Regions from separate parts of the Mus musculus genome. Here region 2 is linked to region 1. The links are chromatin contacts, called in public HiChIP or PLAC-seq maps. All regions are on one chromosome and are shown on one strand. The core of a region is the stretch at or near the end of the contact, and the rest is flanking DNA. Distances in the headings are between cores, read along the strand shown. Region 1 has its middle 16 kb from the start of Rgs4. Region 2 has its middle 39 kb from the start of Uap1.

Region 1 (5,602 bases), core at 2,237-4,736:
GTCTTGTTCTCTTATACAGCTCAGGGCCACCCTGCCTAGGGTCTGGTAGTAGCCACATTGGGATGCAACATCAACTACTGATGTAGATATGCTCTTCCTGAGTTTGCAGACAGACCGATGTGATCTGGGCAATCCTTTATTTAAGATTGCCTTCTCAGGGCTAGGCAGATGGCTCAGTGGTTAAAAGCACTGGTGCTCTTCTGGAAAATATGAGTTCAATTCTGAGCACCCAGATGGTGATTCACAACCATCTGCAATTCCCAGGAGAGCCAATGCTCTCTTCTGGCCTCCATAGGAACAAGGTATGCATATGATATGGTGCACAGACACATCCAGGCAGAATCTCCTTACACATAAATCTAATAAAATTTTAAAATAATAGATTTCCTTCTCAACTGACTCGGGGCTATGTCAAATTAGTCATTTAATCTGACTAGGGTAGGATGCTTTGTCTGGAAACTCTAGTAACTTTAGAGTCTGAGAAAAAGGTAAGAGGAGAGAGCAAGTTCTGCATGACTGGATTTGCCAAACCCAAGAGATTTTCTTAATAATTGTGATACACCTTGAAAACATGGCAGAGAGTAGACAGATATACTGGATCAAAGGAAATACAGTGGTCTGGGTGAAAGGTTAGGCTGACGCAGACTAAAGCAGAATTGGAGAACCATAGCTCTTGGCACATTATACTCCAAGAGTGGAAATCATTGCACTTTGCAATGCATGAAATGTCTCAAGCCAATTTACATACTAAACCATTTCCCCAGTGTGATGGTTTTAGAGGTGACATCTTTGGTAGGTAATTTTGTCATGAGAGTTGAATCTTTATTCCTGGAATTATGACCTTTCCAAAGGACTCTGGAGAGGAGGAGGAGGAGGAGGAGGAGGAGGAGGAGGAGGAGGAGGAGGAGGAGGAGGAGCAGGAGCAGGAGCAGGAGCAGGAGCAGGAGCAGGAGCAGGAGCAGGAGCAGGAGCAGGAGCAGGAGCAGGAGCAGGAGGAAGCAGGTAGGTCTAGAATAAACAGAGTGATTGAAAGCATACCTCAGGATACCCTGTAAGCTTGTCTTAACAGGGCCACTTTGAGGTACTCCAGTATGGGGTTGCTTTCTTTGGATACAATAAGTAAGTAGTATTGATTGTGCTGGTTGTCCTGAAGAGGGACAGGGAGTGGCTACAGCCTCCATTGCTAGACCTGATCAACTTTTGTTGATCAACTTTTACATTTTGTTTTATTGTTAAATTTTGAGAGGGAGCAAGGTCATAGGAGAAACACAGTAGAAATCTAGTTGTTTTTTTTTTCAAACTTCTAGAGCAGTACCTAAAGCCAGTAATAAATTGTCCCAAGCTGCATCAGAGCCCTCCTCCATCCTCCAGAAACCCTACTTCTGCATCAACAAAAGGAACTGTGTTCCTTTACTGCTGCCTTTTGCCGCTGAGTCATAAGATTAAATTGTGCTTTCTGCACCCCCACCCCAACCCGCCTCAAGGCAGAAAGTAGACTAATGCACTTTAGAAAGATTTTTGGATAGCACATATCTTTTTTTCCATTTTCAATTTCAAGTAATTTGGAAAATGAGGCCATAATAATTATTAACTATATTTGCTCAGCTTCCCATTCTAAGGACAGGGGTAAAAAAAAAAAATCACAGCTATCGTAAAGACATGGTCCAAAATATAGATCTATTGTGTAAGTAATGCTGTGGAAAAGGGAGAGGGGTGGCTCAGGATGAGGCAGAAGCCCTCAATGTCTTCTTTGGGACATCAGAGTTACCCGTGGTTTCAAGCTCAGGCTCTATACTGATTCCAGGAGAGTCATTCATTTTACAAACCCAGAGCTGGACATTATTCACCTCAGGACTATTTAATCATTTTTGTCTTCTTCTTCTAGCCTGCTGTGCTGGCTAAGATGTGGGATGGGAGGGTAGAACGTTGGCAAGGACAGAAATGAGTTTCCCACCCTATGTGTATGCCAGAGTCTCCATTCAAGTTCAGCAGCGCCTGGCCAAGCCTTGGTGAGCCTTGACACCTGCCAGCCTTCCTCTTCCTCACCGTGACTGTCCACCAACAGAGCAGGCATGTGCTGAGCGCCCGCTTCTCTCCAGCCTCCCGAGACTTGGGAACACAGAGACAGCGTCTACAATGCAGTCTTCAGCAACGGCCCCGTATAGTCCTCTCAGGCTCTGAGAGGATTTCATACTTTTATCAAGAGAGTCTCACTCTGTTCCCCTTTGGGAAAGAAACGAAGATGAATTTGCTATTGGAGAATCCTTTAAAAGGAAGCACACTGTTTCCAACGGATTTTCCAAGATACCAACCTGGCAATTCTTATTCCGTGTGAAGTTTTCCTCTATAGATCAGAATTCTGTCTATATCGTAACCAGAGGCTGGCTTGTATTGAAGATTGCAATCGAGTTGGTGCGGAGGAGCTTTATAAACCCCAAGAATCAGGAAGCATGTAAGGACCATGTCTTAGTGGTTCACAAAATCCACCTCCTCTGCACTGCCGCACCCCAGTCCCCAGGAGCTCTCAATACACAGTCTCTTGCAGTCCCTACATCATGCCAAACTAGGGGAGAGAAAGGAAAGAATCTTGAGCCCATTTTCCAGATAAGAAAACTGAGAACAAGAAAAGGAGATCGAGAAAGGGCCTATTGGAAAAACCTGTCAGTTATTGATACTGGAGTCCCATGATATCACAGCCCCTCTCTGAATTATGACCTGTGTAACCTGACTAGAGACATACGGAGACCTCAGGGACTGTGCTAGCAGCAGTGGCCATTCAATGAATGGCCAGCATCATTTCTACTTGATAGAAAAATCAAGCAGAAAAATGGACCAGCCTTTTAGAAATTATGCCACTGGAGCATCATTGATGGGGACTGCGGATGATTTAATCTGCTTTGAGATACCAAACAGCATCCAACAGCAGGTTGTTATGGCAACACTACTCTTCTCTTAGTGGCTTCAAACAAAAATATCTCAAGGGCAGAGTAATTAGGTAAGTAGAGCAGAGAGTCGGTGTTTCATGCAGTCATTTTCCAGTGATTACCATTTCATTGTGCCCAGTGCTCAGAGGCCTGCTAATAAGGCAGACTGTGTGTGTGTGTGTGTGTGTGTGTGTGTGTGTGTGTGTGTGTATTATGTGGGTCCCACAGGGGAAGTGTCTTTGATTAGCACTTGTCCTCCAAACTCCATTACTAGCTTGTGCCATATGGCAGATTCCCACTGAACACATATGCAACGAAATAAAAGAATATGGGGGACGGCAAGACACGCACAGCCTCCGACTGCGTCTGTCAGGGACTATGAGTGTGTGCTGGGAGAACAGTGTTTGCCGTACCTTGCTTTATTTTTTTTTTAAATTAAATTGAAACACATCCCAGTGTTACTTGTTCCAGCTCTGACTCATGTTGTCATTTCCCAACACTCCCAAGAGGTCCTCTGCTTCTGTTTCTAATGCCTGGCATCCCTCCCCACCCCATCAGCCTCCATCATAACTCTCCCCACTGACTCTGCCCCGGAAATACAGAACTCCCCTGCTCAATGGCTTATTCATACTGGGAGAATGTTGCTGGGGAGAATGTCTCCAGGTTTCAAACTTCCTATACTTTAGATTGTGCCCCTGCCCCCAAAAGACATGAAGGAAAAGGAAAAATGAGCTGGTGTTCTTTGAATACTCACTTTGGGCCAGGGTTTAGTCAGGTGCTTGGGGCTATCCGTACTCATAGCACACATGAGAAATGGAGACTCATTCATATTAAAACCAAATTCCAGAATCACGTGGCTACTGAAGAACTGAGTCAGAATACGTACGAAATGTTGGATGAGCTCAAAGCCTTCAATTTTTATGACCCCACATTGTCTTACTGAAGAAGGCTTATGCATTTTGATATGAGAGATCCAATATCTCATCCCCTTGGTCCCACTGTGGTCTCTTGTCTGTTTTTAGGACTGTTGTTTCTACACTCTTACGACAGCTACTCATAACTATGGTGTTTTGCACACCCCCTTCTCGGAGAGCACACTGAGAAATGTCTGAGGTCATTTTTCATGGTCACAACCAGGACTCTACAACTGACCTGTAGTTGATCAAGGTCAAGGTTCGACTAGCCATCTTAATGTCTGGATAATATTCTCCACTAGAAAGAACTCTTCTGTCCAAAACATCAGTTGCTTTTAAGTTGAAGATGATCCTAAAAATTGTCCCCACAAGAAAGAACTCTCCTATCCAGAGGATATGGGGAGTTCTTTGGGGTTTATCTATGAAGACAAAGCCTGTGGCTTCTCAAGAAGTAGATAATATCATGGAATTTAGTTCACTGATGTCTCTCCAGTCATCAAGCAGGTAGGACAGGACTGCAGTTCAAGCCTGTTGCCAGGAGGGATCTGAGCATTTTCCTCCATTTGAGTGGAGAGGCAGGTAGGCATTATTACACAGTGGCATGGCAGTGTACACTCTGTGAATTTGTGGGGAACCAGGGAAATTTGTCTATGCAAAAGTTGCGACACTTGAGCTGGGTCACAAAGAGTACACAGCACTCTCCAGACGGACCCAGGATGAGGCAAGCATTCCAAAAGTGTGAACAGTGTTACTGTGCATCCTAAAGATGGTGCAAAGCATAAGAGGGATGTGAGTAGTTCCGAGGACCTAACATAACATGGTGTGGCCCTAAGAAGCTGAGCAGGTAGACAGAAGCCAGCTCTCAGAAGGCTCCAGTGTCACTTCCATTTTGTCTTCTAGATGACAAGGAGCCTTGAAGCACTGGTTTCAGGTTTTCATTGAAATAGAGTCATGATCATCCTGTCCTAAAGACCAGTTGGATTCCTCGTCTGCCCTGCTTTGCTTCTCTGTTGCTGTGATAAATACCGAGCCAAAGCAACTTGGGAAAGAAGTGTTTGTCCAATGGATTCCTCATCAACGGAAGCCGAGGCAGGAACCTGAAGGAGGAACTGAAGCAGAAACTGACTGGCTTGCTTCCTATGGCTTGCTTACTCTTGTGCAGCCCACACCTACCTTCCCAGGAGTGGCACTGCCCACAATGGGCAAGGCTCTTCTGAATCAATCATCGATCAAGGAAATGTCCCAATAGACACATCCACACCCCAATCCGATGGAGGAAGTTTCTCAGTTCCCTTTTGCTAAGTGACTCCACTTGTACAAAATTCAGCACACATTTCAGTAACATAGGGACAAGTGGAAATACTCATGTCCTAGAACTCCATTTTAGTATGTTTCACATTCTTATAACAAGTGTTCCAGGTTTGGCTGACACTTCTAAGGGTCCACATCCTGGCAAATGTCCTGTACTAAACTCTGGAAGGCCTCTAGAAGATGGATGAAGTCACAGTGGGAGAAACATAAGAGATTACACAGAAGACAGGGAGCCTACCACTGCAAATAGATCAGGCTCTCTCTCTCTCTCTCTCTCTCTCTCTCTCTCTCTCTCTCTCTCTCTCTCTCTCTCTCTCGTGAAAATCCACTCACTCTTGTAAGATCCAACCGACTCTAGGAGAAGAATAGACATCTCTTCTGAGAAGACCATCCTAACTCTTCCCCTGGAATATACTTTTTAATGGTACTTTGGTACCATCTCAGCATGGCTAC
Region 2 (5,602 bases), core at 1,957-4,456, 370 kb after region 1:
AAGCTGACTAGAGGCTGGAGAGATGGCTCAGTGGTTAAGAGCACTGACTGTTCCTCCAGAGGTCCTGAGGTCCTGAGTTCAATTCTCAGCAACCACATGATGGCTCACAACCATCTGTAATAAGATCTGAAGCCCTCTTCTGGTGTGTTTGAAGACAGCTACAGTGTACTCACATAAATTAAATAAATAAATACATCTGAAAGAGAGAGAAAGAAAGAAAGAAAGAAAGAAAGAAAGAAAGAAAGAAAGAAAGAAAGAAAGAAAGAAAGAAAGAAAGACAGACAGACAGAAAGAGAGAGAGAGAGAGAGAGAAGAAGGGAGGGAGGGAGGAAGGAAGGAAGGAAGGAAGGAAGGAAGGAAGGAAGGAAGGAAGGAAGGAAGGAAGGAAGGAAGGAAGGAAACTGACTAGTGTGTTGAGAATGTACCCTGGCACTCACATAGAATCTGTCAGCAGAAAGCAGAAAAACAACATTTGGTTTAAAATATCTAAAAAAGTTTCTCTTATAGCTGGCCACTAAGTACAACTAACGGAAACATTAGTGTTCACCCATGCAAAACATGAAGACTATTAAGTCAGTAACAATGAGGAAAAAAGAAATGTGATTTTCAGAGTCACTATGCTGTGCTATTTTAATTATCTAGTAGTTTTTAAATGACTTACACAAGACCAAGAAAATTAGTCTATGTAAGAGGGAAAAAAAGTAGTTGATAAAAATAGATCCTGGGGAAACCCTAATGCAGGCTTACTAGTAAAAGGCTTTAAAGCAGACATCATAAATCTTTTCTAAGAAATAAAAAAAAAACTCAGTGCAAATAGTTAAGAGCAAGCCTGAGAACGATGTCTTATAAATAAGAAATTGCTAATTTTAAAGAACTAAGCAAAATCTTAGAGATGAACGGTACTATAAATAACCAAAATTAAAATTCCATAGATGAGAAAACTTGGTTGGTAAAGTGTTTGTACAAAGTGTGAAGACTCGAATTCGATCCCCAGAACCTATCTGAAGAGGTGCAGGGCATAAATCTAGACACTGTAACTGAAGAAACCACACAGTTTGGTTGCAGGACACAAAGGAGTCAAAGTGAGATTGACCAGGAAACCTTTTCCCCTGCTGGCTTTCCGAGTGCCAGGAGGGGCTAGGCAGACAGCAGAGGGAGAAAGACATCCGTGGTCTTCCTCAGCACAGGACCGTGCAGGCTACAATACCGGCCTGCTTAGGTGAGATGTGTACACGGATGCAATTGTAGTTTGACAGTTACAGAGTCACCAATCCCTTTCTGATCCACAAGAAAAAAGGATTCATCCCCAGTACTGTATCCTGGTCAAAAACTCATAGCTGTGAAGACAATATGCCCTAGATATGGGGAGACTACATGACCTAAATACTCGCTTTCATACCCACAGACCTGGGCTACTCTCAGTCTTGGTCAGAGAAGGTTTTGATTTTTGTTGTGGTAGCTGGCAGCCATAAACGCAGACACTTAAAACTAGTCGACGGGCTAAGAATAGAGGACTGCTAGTGCTTGGCTCTCAATGAGACGTCCATATCACCTATGCGCCCAAGGCTCGGGGAACACTGCGGAAGAAAAGGTGGAAGGGATGTAAGAGTGGACAGGAGTGCTTTGAGATGTCTTCCGGACATGACGTAGCAGTTGCACACGTGAACTCCATTAGCTATGTTTGTCTGCACAGGCTCAAGGCAGTCAAAACTCCACCAGGGATGGGGAAAACAAGGCCCCCCGCCCCTAGCTGAGAAGCCATTGGCTACTGCTGGCTGCTGGCAGAGGGAGAGTGGTTTTCCTTTGTTTATATGGCCGCTGGTAAGTTGCTCCAGTGGATAGCCTCATACCTGGGTACATATGGACAATAATAATTATACTCAATGGTGTATGTATGTGTATATGTATGTGTATGTATATATATATATATATATATATGTATATGTATACACACACATACATATATACATATGTATATATATGAATGAAAAGGTCATAAAGTTGGAAATGGAACATACCAAGTGGCCACCCACAGGGAGTCAGAGGAAGTAAATAAAGGTGGTATGGTGCTGCCCAGATTCAGGGTGGATATTTTGTTTATGGTTTTGTTTGTTTGTTTGTTTGTCTTTGTTTTTTTAAACTTCTCTGGAAATGTCCTCTCTTGGTCAAGGTGTGTCTCCTAGGTAACTCCAAAATCCAATCACATTGACAATGGCGACTATCCACCACAAGTCCATATATATTAAGCCTTTTAAGCCCGAGAGCTGGCTCAGAGAAATACCCCTGCTAAGCAGAGAACAATTCCCTGGGTAGGGTTAGGACCAGGATGCCACCTATCCTAGCTTGCGGGGATGAGGCTCAGGGCTCCAAAGAGGAGGATGGTTGGAAAGATGTGTAAGACACACAGGAAAGTGGTCAGTTATTTCTGGAGAACCGGACTTTGGAAAAGTTGAACTTGGTTGAGGCAAAAAATTGGAATTTCTTATATCATGATTTAATTGTCTAGATGCAAGAAAATGATCCATTCAATTAAATGATAAGTTATAATTAACTTTTAATGAATTTACTAATTCTTTTTTTTGGGGGGGGTGTCGGTCTTCAAACCTAGGGCTATGCAGTCCAGGCACTCTACCACTGAGCTACACCACCCCCCTGCACCCTCTTTTGAAAAGGGTTTTTGTTGAAATGGAATATAGAAAAGATATATTGAAAAAGAAACCTCACCAATTTGTAGAATCCTTGCTATTGCTATTTCTGTCTGTCATAAGCTCTGTCTCGTCCTTCATCTTCACCTATCATCTCTGCCATTTAAACCACACTTAGGCTTGAATTAATCTTAGTAAGCAGTTGGCGCCTAAATCCTGACCCCAGCTCAGATCTAGCATGTAGTCTGAACTGTTACTACCTAGATGCACATCCTTAAGGGAGTGGCTTCTTTTGGAACTCAGTTACTTATATGTAAAATGAATCATTCAAACTAAGTACTCTGGTCTGCTGCAAGTGGGAAGAATAACAGAAAGACACACCTGTAGCGTCAGGGGCAAGATGGTTGGGCTAGGAAGGAAGCTCTGGGAGGATGCATAATGACATTCATTGCTGCAAAGCCAGAGCTCCTGAACCAAGGCTGAGTTGCTACTTCATCCCAGCCTTTGTTCATACTGCCCTCTGCTGCTCAGACATAACCCTTCCACAAAAGCCACAAAGAACTGTGGCCTGCCAAGACGAGGCCTCGGGGACAGCTGACTCACAGGAAGTAGTCTATAGTACAGTCAGAAGACGTGAGGAACCAAGTCTGCCAAAAATATTCTGCTTCAGGGCTTCGACTATTACCCTCATATTTTATGTCTCTTCATGGCAGCGTTTCATGTATTTCAGGCTCACTCCAAACTCACTATGAATTTAAGCTCCTTCTGCCTCCATTTGTCAGGGGCTGCAATTACAGTTGTGCACACCATCCTGGGTCTGATACCCTCAAAATCCTAACCTCGAGTTTTCTTTATACTAGGCCTCCTAACAGCTTGGCATATTAGAGCTAGGTTAAGTCCTGAGGGAAAGGACAATGGCAACTACATTGTAGAGGATTTCAGAAGGCTATGGGAGGTGGGGGGAGTCCCTATCCACAGATGTGTCCAATCTTTTTGTGACATGATGTTGTCACCTAAGTTCATACTTAAGAACTAAACAGTCAAGTAACGATCCCTCTCCCGATAGCTTTTGACCAATAATGCTGATTGTAATAGTACTCTGAGCATCTCCACTTGAATATGCTTATCTGTGAGAATGGGTTCTCAAGTGTCTTCTCTTCTAGGGTTTGACTTTCCATCTCCTATATGTGAGTTATCAAGATTTCTATTGCATTTCCCAATTGCTCAATGAATAGGGTTGGATGGGATCTTGTGCTCTCAGGCCCTCTTCTACTATGACATTCTGACTTGTGCCAGATTCAGGCTGCCAAATGCTCGCCTCTTCAGGATGTCTTTTATGAGCAGATAAACATGTTCAAAGAATGTAGGAATCTTTCCCTTGAAACAATTAGATTTGCCTAAATATAGTCCTGTTCTCTCAAATGTTAAGTATTCCCAGAAGTGCCCTGCTGCCACACATACTCACACATACATACTCACACACATATGCACACACATACACACATGCACACTCACATACACACACACCTACCTTCCAGATAACAAGAAAATGTCACCCAGGCCCAGGAACAATTGATTGGTCTTCGGCTGATGTTGCATAACCTTGTCAAGATCCTCATTACTTCACAGTAGCCCAAGTATGGCTCTGCCTTCAGTCATCTGGTCCTCTCTCTTCTTGTGCTATGAGGCCAAAGTTTGCCAACTTGCCTCTTCCTTGAACTATTGATGGTGACAGTCACAAAAAACAATTGATTCTTAGCCTTTCCATTTCCTCTTCAGCACAAAGAACTTAAACCTTGTAAAAACACAACTGTTTCTGTCTGTTCCTCTCTCCAACACTTTAGCTTGTGCTCAACATTTTCAGAATGCTGTTTGGATTGGACCATGTGACAAGACTGTAGAGCCAGAAGACTTGGATTTTAATCCCTACTCTTCCATATCCTAGTAATGAAATTTTAAGTTACTTAAGCCCCATCTTTGACCAATGAATTATATCTTGAAACAAAACTGCATGAGGTATAAAATGTTCTTCTTGAGGCAGAACTTCGAAAAATAACAAATCTTAACTGTTCAGTTTTAGGATTTTTTTTTTCCTTTAAATGGCTCCATGACCACTGCCCAAGTTCAGAGTATTTGAAAACCCTGGCAAATGCCTGTGCTCCTTGCTCGGTTGCCATCCCTCCTATAGGACTTTGTTATTCTATTTTCCTACTATGAATTCATTTCTGCCAGTTCTTAATCACTGCCTATTTGGAATAACGTCATTGTTACAAGGTGAAGATTTCTCCGCAGTTCTCTTCTCAAATGAAAAAGCCTCCTGAGAGGCTCTGCCAGTGCCTGGCAAATACAGAAGTGGATGCTCACAGTCATCTATTGGATGGAACACAGGGCCCCCAATGGAGAAGCTAGAGAAAGAAGCCAAGGAGCTGATGGGGTCTGCAACTCTATAGGTGGAACAACAATATGAATTAGTATCCCCCAGAGCTCTTGTCTCTAGCTGTATATGTAGCAGAGGATGGCCTAGTCAGTCATCAATGGGAGGAGAGGCCCTTGGTCTTGTAAAGGTTCTATGCTCCAATATAGGGGAATGCCAGGGCCAGGAAGCAGGAGTGGGTTGGTTGGGGAGCAGAGGGAGGGGGAAGAGTATAGGGGATTTTTGGAGAGGAAACTAGGAAAGAGGATAACATTTGAAATGTAAATAAAGAAAATATCTAATAAAGAAAAAGTTCTCAACATAAATTTAGCCTAGTAGTGAGAGTACATGCTGGAGACTCGGGCAGGCTGGCACAGGCACTAGCCTCCCCTCCCACTCACTTCTGCGTTATGAACTTTTTTATGTTCATGACTATTTTAGTGGGTGGCATACATTTATTTTGTTAGAACTTAGTGATCTAAAGGCAGTCTATTAAGCATCTATATTCCCACAGTGATGAGATGTTAATTTTGTGTCAGTTTCC

Evidence for each region. HiChIP or PLAC-seq counts read pairs in DNA pulled down with a chosen protein or histone mark.
Region 2: an H3K27ac HiChIP or PLAC-seq map of the NIH/3T3 cell line shows a contact between it and region 1, with 2.8 times the contacts expected there. The contact joins two enhancer-like sites. A contact is called at or near these places in 1 of 484 Hi-C or Micro-C datasets (cortical neurons) and 1 of 115 datasets of contacts at active chromatin or transcription factors (the NIH/3T3 cell line).

What each region holds. Positions count from the first base shown.
Region 1 is chr1:169,761,300-169,766,901 of GRCm38.p6, forward strand. No RefSeq gene overlaps it. Among named protein-coding and RNA genes, the nearest start is that of Rgs4, 16 kb to the left of the region's middle. Within about 2 kb of position 3,487, at least 45 of the 459 cell types and tissues checked have an H3K27ac peak or open chromatin away from gene starts, as enhancers often do. A contact at or near this core is called in the NIH/3T3 cell line, where this site is marked.
Region 2 is chr1:170,133,380-170,138,981 of GRCm38.p6, forward strand. No RefSeq gene overlaps it. Among named protein-coding and RNA genes, the nearest start is that of Uap1, 39 kb to the right of the region's middle. Within about 2 kb of position 3,207, at least 104 of the 459 cell types and tissues checked have an H3K27ac peak or open chromatin away from gene starts, as enhancers often do. A contact at or near this core is called in the NIH/3T3 cell line, where this site is marked.